Regions from separate parts of the Mus musculus genome. Here regions 1 and 2 are each linked to region 3. Evidence: chromatin contacts called from public promoter capture Hi-C data. All regions are on one chromosome and are shown on one strand. The core of a region is the stretch at or near the end of the contact, and the rest is flanking DNA. Distances in the headings are between cores, read along the strand shown.

The links. Capture Hi-C pulls out chosen DNA fragments and counts their contacts.
Region 1: a promoter capture Hi-C map of liver shows a contact between it and region 3. The contact joins the promoter of Lta here to the promoter of Psors1c2 in region 3. A contact is called at or near these places in 1 of 39 promoter capture datasets (liver), 2 of 115 datasets of contacts at active chromatin or transcription factors (memory CD8 T cells and pancreatic cancer cells) and 1 of 9 other capture datasets (liver).
Region 2: a contact with region 3 is called in a promoter capture Hi-C map of pancreatic islet. The contact joins the promoter of 2310061I04Rik here to the promoter of Psors1c2 in region 3. A contact is called at or near these places in 2 of 39 promoter capture datasets (the SN4741 cell line and cranial neural crest), 1 of 484 Hi-C or Micro-C datasets (CD4 T cells), 1 of 115 datasets of contacts at active chromatin or transcription factors (embryonic stem cells) and 1 of 9 other capture datasets (pancreatic islet).

Annotation. Positions count from the first base shown.
Region 1 is chr17:35,203,392-35,206,634 of GRCm38.p6, forward strand. It overlaps Lta (lymphotoxin A), which reads right to left and starts at 1,960. Exons shown (of 4, transcript NM_010735.2): 1 at 1,768-1,960; 2 at 1,167-1,271; 3 at 984-1,083; 4 at 1-758. The coding sequence starts at 1,262. The coding sequence ends at 346. Mir6974 (microRNA 6974) reads right to left here and starts at 1,166; the gene lies at 1,084-1,166.
Region 2 is chr17:35,896,032-35,899,165 of GRCm38.p6, forward strand. 2310061I04Rik (RIKEN cDNA 2310061I04 gene) reads right to left here and starts at 1,347. Exons shown (of 6, transcript NM_001033630.1): 1 at 1,160-1,347; 2 at 1-41. The coding sequence starts at 1,231. It overlaps Atat1 (alpha tubulin acetyltransferase 1), which reads right to left. Exons shown (of 13, transcript NM_001142744.1): 11 at 2,357-2,436; 12 at 2,226-2,268; 13 at 1,564-1,884. The coding sequence ends at 1,710.
Region 3 is chr17:35,531,864-35,534,695 of GRCm38.p6, forward strand. It overlaps Psors1c2 (psoriasis susceptibility 1 candidate 2 (human)), which reads left to right and starts at 1,338. Exons shown (of 2, transcript NM_020576.2): 1 at 1,338-1,431; 2 at 2,036-2,784. The coding sequence starts at 1,377. The coding sequence ends at 2,388.

The DNA.
Region 1 (3,243 bases), core at 710-3,209, 330 kb before region 3:
TTCTATTCTCTATAAATAAATAACTTAACTTTTCTCTCCATAAATAGTCAACCTTCCCCTGTTCCCAGCCACCTCTCCCATGTCTGTCCCTCCTTCATGTCCAGGTCTCTGTCCGACCTAGACCCACAAAAACCCTGCTCTGTGCAGGAACTTCTAGGTAGGCTTGAGTCGTCCCCTGAGCATCTGGAGTGGCCCTGGGGAAGATGTAGTCCCCTGAAGTGTCTCAGACTCCCGTGAGAGCTCCAGGTTATTTTAGTGGGGAAGGCTGGAGACTGTGGGGATGTGACCCTTGAAACAACGGTCAGGATGGAGGCCTGGAATCCAATTCTTGGGTTTCTTTAGAATCTACAGTGCAAAGGCTCCAAAGAATACACTGCTGGGGCTGAAGTGTAGATGGGAGATGCCGTCGGTGTGGGTGGACAGCTGGTCTCCCTTACTGAGCAGGAACACAGCCCCCTGGTACATTGAGCGCACCCACGGTCCTTGAAGTCCCGGATACACAGACTTCTGCGCACTGAGGAGAGGCACATGGAAGGGGTATTGGGAGGAAAAGAGCTGGACCTCGTGTGCCAGGTAGATGGGAGTGGGAATGGCCCTGGGGGAGCAGCTTTCTCCAGAGAAAACCACCTGGGAGTAGACAAAGTAGAGGCCACTGGTGGGGATCAGGAGGGAGTTGTTGCTCAAAGAGAAGCCATGTCGGAGAAAGGCACGATCCGTGCTTGCTCTCCAGAGCAGTGAGTTCTGCTTGCTGGGGTACCCTGGGAAGAGGCACAAGACATTGGGGGGCTATCAAGATCAGAGGTCCCCATCCCTGAGGGAGCAGGCACTGGACAAGTGGGATGGTTGGTAGGGAGATGGGAGTGGGGTGCCTGCCCTTAGGGGTAAGAAAAGTTGGTGTGGGGAGATGGGAAGATCGCCTGAGCCCCTGGGCAAGTAGGACAAAAGGCAGGGACTGGACCTCTCCTCTGGAGGCAGAAGTTTACCAACAAGGTGAGCAGCAGGTTTCAGGATGCCATGGGTCAAGTGCTTCTGAGGGAGTGGATGGGCTGTCCTGGCAGCGGAGAAGCGGACACCAGAGAGTCCCTGGGACAGAAGAGAGTGGAGAGGACTCTAGGACTCTGAGTTAGCTAGGCCACCCCAGCACCCCCAATCTCTTGCTGCCTCACCTGGGCCCCTAGAGGCAGGGCCAGCAGCAGCCCCAGGAGGAAGACAGGAGGGGTGCCAAGCACCCTCAAGAGGTGGAGACGGCCGAGCAGTGTCATGTGGAGAACCTGCTGAGAGAGAGAGAGAGAGTGTGTGTGTGTAGCGGAGGCGGGGCACACAGCGGAAGACAGACCTTACCTCCCAGCTGAGACAGCCACCCTGAGAGACAGGGCGACAGACAGAAAAGGGGACAGGCAGGGGAACCCTGAAGTGAGCAGGGATAAGGAGAGACAGAGGGGAAGAGGAAAGCTCCACCATAGAATCAGACAATGGCTAACAGAGGCAGAGAGAGAGAAAGAGAGAGAGAGAGAGAGAGAGAGAGGGAGAGAGAGAGAGAGAGAGAGAGAGAGAGAGAGAGAGAGAGAGAGAGAGAGAGAGAGAGACTGATAAGGCCGCCACAGGAACAGACCAAAAATCAAAGCCACGACAGGAGGACCAGACCCATTAAGGCTGGGGATCCAGGCAGGTTGTATAGAAAAGGCTGTGGCTCAAGAAAGGAGGTAGGATCCTGAGGGATGCCTGATACCAGGGTAAGCCCAAGGAGACAGGGTAGGAGAGGCTCACCTGCTGTGCGGGGTCCTGGGCGCTGGCGCTCGGGTCCCTTTATAGAGGAAGCGGCAGTGTGGCAGGCAGCGGGCGGGTTCTAGGTCGGGGCTGGGGCTTGGGGAAGCCCCCAGGGCTTAGAAGATGCTGCTGTTTCAGTCGAAGGCAGGAAAGGCTGGGGCCTAGGAGAGAACCGCAGGCTAAGGGCTTAGACTACTGCGTTCTGGGAAAGGGAGTCGGGTCCGGGGAACTGTGGGCCGCAGGGACTAGCAGGGAGCTGGGTCAGGCCCAGGAGTTCCAGTGAACGGCCGAGCAATTCGTGGAGAGGGTGCAGCTGGGCTGTGACTGGAAGCCTGGTTCCCTGAAGAGTGATGGTTTATATCACTTCTGCACCCTTGACTGCTCACAGGCTTCTCTGCACATTTCCCTCTCTGTCGATCATGGTCATGTCTGGAGGGCTCCGAAGCCACATGTGGTTAGCGGCACCTTTGTTTTTTCAGGTTCGAACCCAGGGCTCTGGATGCTTGACATGCCTGCCGCCCCTTCAGGCCTATTTCCTCTCTTGTCTTTGGGGGTTCAAGTCACAGTTATTCCAATATATCTGTATTTTCTGGTCATCTGCCAGTTTTTTTTTTTTTTTTTTTTTTTTTTTGCTTTTTTCGAGACAGGGTTTCTCTGTGTAGCCCTGGCTGTCCTGAAACTCACTCTGTAGACCAGGCTGGCCTAGAACTCAGAAATCCGCCTGCCTCTGCCTCCCAAGTGCTGGGATTAAAGGTGTGTGCCACCACTGCCCAGCTTTTTTTTTTTTTTCTGCCAGTTTCATCTGCCAGTTTCATGTCAAGAAGTTCCATTACAGTGCCCTCTCCCCAAATCTGGGGCATCCTGGTGTGTAACAATCTTAACTGTGTCCCCTTACTCTCTGGAGCGGCAGTTCTCAACCTGTGGGCAAGGTCCCTTTGGCAAACCTCTATTTAAAACAAATATTTACATTATGATTCATAATAGCAGCGAAATTACAGTTATGAAATAGCAACGAAAATAATTGTATGGTTGGGGTCACCACAACATGAGGAACTGTATTAAAGGGTCATGGAGTTAGGAAGGTTGAGAACCCTGTCCTAGAATGTTCCAGGTCTGGAAGATGATTTGGGGGTATTCTCTTAGAACCCCAAGATCATGTAACCCCAAATGTACACCCCAGGCTTCCAATGCTCTGTACAGAGGGAGCTTCAGAATTCTACACAGGTGAAGGCAGTTTTTTGTTTGTTTGTTTGTTTGTTTTTCGAGACAGGGTTTCTCTGTATAGCCCTGGCTGTCCTGGAACTCACTTTGTAGACCAGGCTGGCCCCAAACTCAGAAATCCGTCTGCCTCTGCCTCCCAAGTGCTGGGATTAAAGGTGTGTGCTACCACTGCCCAACAAAGGACATCTGAGCAGTGCTTCTCTATTGGAAGGCCTGGGACACAGCTCAGGTAGCTGCTTGCAGGCATGTGTGAGC
Region 2 (3,134 bases), core at 97-2,596, 360 kb after region 3:
CAGAGCGGGGGGAATGGTAGAGGTCGAGGAGAGAGCTGGTCCTAGGGAAAAGAGAACAAAAAGAAAAAAATCAGACATCTAAGCATGGTGGTGTAGGGGCTACCATGGATTCCAGGCCAGCCAGGGCTACACAGACCTAGTTTTAAAAAACAAAACCAAACAAAGGAACAAGAAATCAGCTCATGCTCCTCCACCCCAGCTGGGCTGATCAGAAGCTTCAAGTCCTACCTGCAGAAGAGAGTTTACCAGAGGAAAGGGAGACATGAGGAAAGAGCGCAGGAGGACAACAGCACCAGGGCCACCGTCCCCAACTTTAGAAAGAACACCTATGATTCCATCATTATCCTGGTTTACTGCTCCATGGGAGAAATGATGCGATCTATATATAACATGTATCAGGATTCTGAAATAGAGCTGTGCAGGGCAAAGAACATCCAAGTGAAGGTGTGAATAGTTCTGAGTTGACTCTGTTGGAACCTCTGGGCACTCTGCCTGCACCTCAGTTTCCAGTAAATAGAGGAGAGGCCTATATAACAGGATGATGAATGTATAAACTTCGTCACCCATAAAGTAGTACATAAACGGAAGCTATTATCATTATATATTACATATATATTCTATATTATCATTTTCTGCACCATTAAATGACAATCGGGCCGATTGCTGAAGGGTGAACTCGGTCACTAACGCTGCTACTGCAAGGATGGCAGGTCACCCGAGGTCAAGCCTGATTCCAAGTCCCTTGGCGCCCAGGAACCCCAGGGGCAGGGGGTCCATGGGGCCTGGCCGAGCCCTCTGGGAGCCTTCCCCGTCGCCGGGGGCGTGGCCGTGCTCCCGCCGTCCCCCGGAGCCCGACCCGGTGCAGCGGCCAGCCTTTCGGGCAGGACCGTTCTGCAGGTGCACCACAGGCCCGCAGTTCCGGCCTCTCTGCCCTGCCCTTCAAGTCACCTCCAGGCACAGGTAAGAACGGCGGGGACCGGGGCCACCCGGGATAGCCGCTCCCCGGACCTCACCGGGAACGCCGGCCCTAGCGGGCCCCGCGCCCCTCACACGTGCAGCACACGGGTGGTCAGGGGCGGCGGGGGCCTCTGCGCCTGCGCGGCCCGGCGCCCCGCCCCTCGGCCGGCTCTGAGGAGGGTCTCCGCCCGCCCCTCCTCACCTGGGGTCGCGCCTGGTAGGCGCGGAGGCAGGGCCCGAGGCGCCGGGCGGCCCCCGGGCTCGGACGGTACATGGTGTTCCGGGAGTGAACGGGCGCCTCCCGCGTCCCGTCTCCGTCTCCTCGCCGGGCAGCGCGCCCCGGAGCCGGCTTCGTGAAGGGGAAAGGAGGGAGGGGGGGGCCGGGGCTAAGGGAGGAAAACGGAGAGACCGTGCGCCTGCGCACAGCGGGCCCGCAGCAGCCCAGGCGCCGCTACGCGGGAGTGCGCTTGCGCACAGCGGGCCGGGGCGCTCCCAGGGCGCCTGCGCAGCCTCTTGTCAGGCCTAGCAAAATGAGGGGAGGTAGGACTGAATATAGTTTCAGGAGAGAGACTGAGGGGCATGTGAATTTGAATAATGACAAGTCACTTTTTGTCGGTAGCTATAGTGATAACAAATAAATACTTTTATTGCTCTGGTTAAAAATAACGATACAAAGGATCTGAGGCTGACAGGCCTGTTGAATGAATGAGTGAATGAATGCATCCATACTGAGGACTAAGCTTTGGCCATGGTTACCAAGGCCTGGTGCTGCGGCGTTCCTGCAGGTTTCGAATGACCCTGGCGTTCATTATGTCCCCACCCACCGTCCAGGACTGGGGGGGTGGCGCCTGGGCCCTTGGAGCACCTGTCTGTGTAGGCTCCTCCCCAGACCCATCCAGTAACAAGACCCGATCCTCACTGGCCGACCTGGTGGGCAGGGAGATGAAGCGTGTGTTAGAGCTGCTAACGGGGAATTACGCTGAGACAATTCTTCAAGGTTGTGGGTGCAGGGTAATGTACAGACACCTGTTGGGTTTTAAGGCTGGGACAGTTACCACGGTGTCCAAACTTAAGTACTCAGAGCACGACAGAGGGGAAAAACACCAGAATTCAAGCCACAAGGAAGAAGGCTTATACGACGTTAGGTAGAAAGATGTGTGGGGGAAACTGGTATCCAGTTCACACAGACTTAGGAGGAAGCAGGAGGAGTAGTGTTAGGCAGTGTCAGAAGGTGCTGGCAGCTGTTAAGGGGGAGGTGTAGACCTCACCTATCCTCCGCTTCCTGTTCCCCCTGCTTCCGTTCTTGGTTGCCTGTGGAAATACCAGGCATCTAGGGAGACTGTAGTCGTATGTGTGTGTGACCTATTTGGTTGGAGAATAAGAAAAAGTGGCTACTTACCTGTACCCAGGAATGAGGTATTGAATCCCCCATGGCGGCTGTAGTGGCAGCTTTGGGCTACCAGCCCCCAGGGAGTCCCCCTGTAGAAGAAACGGGAGATGAAGGGGAAGAGGCTCAGGATGAAAAGGTGGCATGGAGGGGTCAGAGGAGAAAGGAGGGATAGCGTGGGAACAAAGACGATGGGCAGCTACCTCCCTAAAGGATTCTTGTCTAAGACTTCTAGCAAAGGTAGGGGAGGGCTTATTTTATACTTCAAGATTTCCTGTACCATCCTGCACTGTTGCTTTGCTCTAACTGGGATGGTGTGTGATGTGATCTAATTATGTCAAAAACACTTGGGCATGCAGGAAGGAGCTTGCTGAACCATGGTGCCTGAATGTGTGAACTCCCTTAAAATGATTCTTTTAAATATAAGAACTCGGGGCTGGCGAGATAGCTCAGCGAGCGGTTAAGAGCACCGACTGCTCTTCTGAAGGTCCTGAGTTCAAATCCCAGCAACCACATGGTGGCTCACAAACATCTGTAATGAGATCTGATGCCCTCTTCTGGTGTGTCTGAGGACAGCTACAGTGTACTTACATATAACAATAAATAAATCTTTAAAAATAAATAAATAAGCAAATAAATAAAAGAACTTTCAGGCCACAGTAGCAAGGAAGAAAGGGTAGTTTTTAGAGATGGTTGACCCTGTTGGACTATTATTATTATTATTATTATTATTATTATTGACAGGCTTTCACTCTGTAGCCTTGGCTGGACTGCAACTTGCTATGTAGGC
Region 3 (2,832 bases), core at 88-2,587:
ACAGTTCCAGACTGTGATGGACGGCAGGGGGTTCCTGGCAGGGGCAGGGCACAGTTCCAGAAGGGCTTTGGGATGGACTGGAGAGATGGCTAAGTGGTCCTAAGCACTGGCTGCTCTTCCGGAGGATCTAGATTAAAATCTTAACAACCACATGGAGTCGAACAACTGTTTATAACTCCAGTTCTGGTGGATTCAATGCCTTCTGACCTCCCTGTGCATCACTTGTATGTAAAACACTCACATTTTCTTTTTCTTTTCTTTTCTTTTTTTTTTTTTTTTTTTTTTTTTGGTTTTTAAGACAGGGTTTCTCTGTGTAGCCCTGGCTGTCCTGGACCTCACTCTGTAGACCAGAAAGAAAGGAAAGAAGAAAAAAAATCTGTGTGTGAGAGGAGGGAGGAAGAGTAACAATGGGTTAAAACCTTGGGAGCCTGAGGGAGATGGTCCAGGATCAAGATGGATGCTCTGGGGCCAGGGCTATCAAGTGGAAACCAAGTTTCCCTGATCAGCCATAAGTAGAATCCCAAACCGACCAGGTGGGGACAGATGTGTGGGGATTGGAGCTGTAGTCCAGACACTCTCAAGCCTTCTGAAGCAATCTCTCTTGGTGGTGGTGGTGGTGGTGGTGGGTGTGTCTTAAGGACCCTGATGCTCAGGGCCATCCTGAAGAAGGAAGATTTCTAGGGTTACAAGGGCAGGGGTGGGGGAGGGGAGCTCTTCCTGAGTCTTTGGTGTTGATGCAGTCACCTCTGCATGGGGTCAGGAACCAGGATATCCTGGCTTCCCGCGTCACCCAGGTGGCTCCCCCTGGAATTCCTTAGATGTCACTGCCTGGGAAGTTCCCAGTGACTGACTGAGGTGACATGCCAGAGAGCATGGTCCAGAGGGGAGTGGGGGGACGGAGCTCCGAGGCTGAGATGCCAGTCTAGAGGGTGCTTTCTGACCCAGGCGTCCCGCCTCTGCCTCTAATTACCAAGCTTCCCCACGCGAGGTTTGCCCCCATTTTGTGGCTTCCAATAACTATCACGGATGAAAGGTAGCCTTCCTTGTGATTATAAAGATGACAGGTGGGTCCTGATTCCTGCCGGGTGTGGATGGAGGAGGTGTGAAAACAAGGGTGGAGCCTCCTGGGGTCTGGGTCACTGATAGACCCGGCTGCCCCCGGCCCCCGGGACTGGGGGACAGAAAAGAGGGATGCTTACTGGCAGGTTCTTTGTAAACGGGTTTGACCAGTTAGGCTCTGGTAGGGATTCCTTAGGGTGCTGAGCTGGCCCCTCCCCACAGACTGGCCACCCCCTCTACCTCCTCTGCTATAAAGCCTCTTAGGTTCTCAAGCACCTAGACTCGGAGCACCCCGCCTTGGGGGCCAGTAGACAGCCATGATGCTCACCTGGAAGCTGCTAGGCCTGCTGGTCCTTTGCCTGTGTGCAGGAGGTGAGTCGTCAGAATAGGCCAGGAGCACAGCTGGGGTGATGGAGATGGTCGAAATGACCCACCCTTAGGGAGGGGACGCCCCCAGGAGGAAAGGAGTAAGAGGAACGCAGAGCAGAAGGGATTCTTGGAGTGTCCTTAGTGGGGAAGCTCAGGGGATTGCAGGCAGGGGCACCTTGATTCTGAATATGTTGCTGGGTCAGGTGGAGGGATGCGATAGAGTTGTGTGGAGTCACCAGGCCTAGGGAGTCACTGGGACTGAGGGCTGGTTATTACAGAGATGGCGCCTGAGTGACAGGTGGGGCCAAGACCACTTCCAGTGCAGACCACCCTGGGGGAGGTTCCAGTGGAGTATCCCAACCAAGGTTGAACAGAGAACCATTTGGAAGTATGATCGTGTCAGTGGTCCGGATGAGCCTAGGGCTTTCACACCGTGTGAAGATGGCCTCAGTGTTTGGGAAATGTATGGAGAGCACTTTGGGGGTCACTCTGAGATCTGTTTTGGGGCTCAGGCTGTGCTAGTCTAAGTGAGGCTCAACCTTTGGGTATGAAGCTGGGTGGGAAGTGTTCTGCGACTGTATCTCTTATTCTCCTTCCTCCTCTACAGGCATTTCAGGCAATGGCGACCCTTCTCCCGGATCTACAGACACCCACGAAGAGGAGGACTCCCCACCATTGCCTCTGGGACCCCCAATCCCTGGTGATCCCTGGCCTGGGGCGCCTCCTTTGTTTGATGAACCTCCGCCTCCAGGCTCCAACCGTCCCTGGAGAGATCTTCCTGACAGTGGTGCCTGGCCCCCAAAGCCCCCAAGCACTGATCCCCCTAAACCTCCTCTGCCTGATGACCCCTGGCCAGCAGGAACCCAGCCCCCAGAAAACCCCTGGCCTCCTGCCCCTGAGATGGACCATGAATCTCAGGAGGAGCCAGACCTTGACCCACCCCAGGAAGAGTATAGATAGGGGACCCTAGGGAACGTGAGCCTCCACAGAGCACACCAAAGCCCACCTTTTTCATTGGCTGCCCGCTTAGAATCTCAATTTTCCCTAATCCCTTAGTTCCCTTCCTCAGTCTCTGTTTGAATTGTGTTCTATGTTGGAAGTGTCTATGCTCTGCAACCCCCCCTCCCTCCACTTTGTGGTCCCTGTTCAGTCATTATGTTGTCCCTTCGCTTCTCTTGATCAGCAGAAAGCACACTCCTACCTCACTCAGCCTGTTCTTGCTTGTCTAGACCTGGACTTCTAGGCAGAGCCTGAGCTCTGTGCTCTCTGCTGCCCCCTGGTTTTCTTAGCTGGGAACTGACAGTCGATCAGGATGGTGCTTCCAATGGAAAAATAAAAGCCACGTTTTCTTCTGAATCTAGTCTGCTTTTTTTACCGTTGCTTAGGTTTTTAAATATTCAGTCG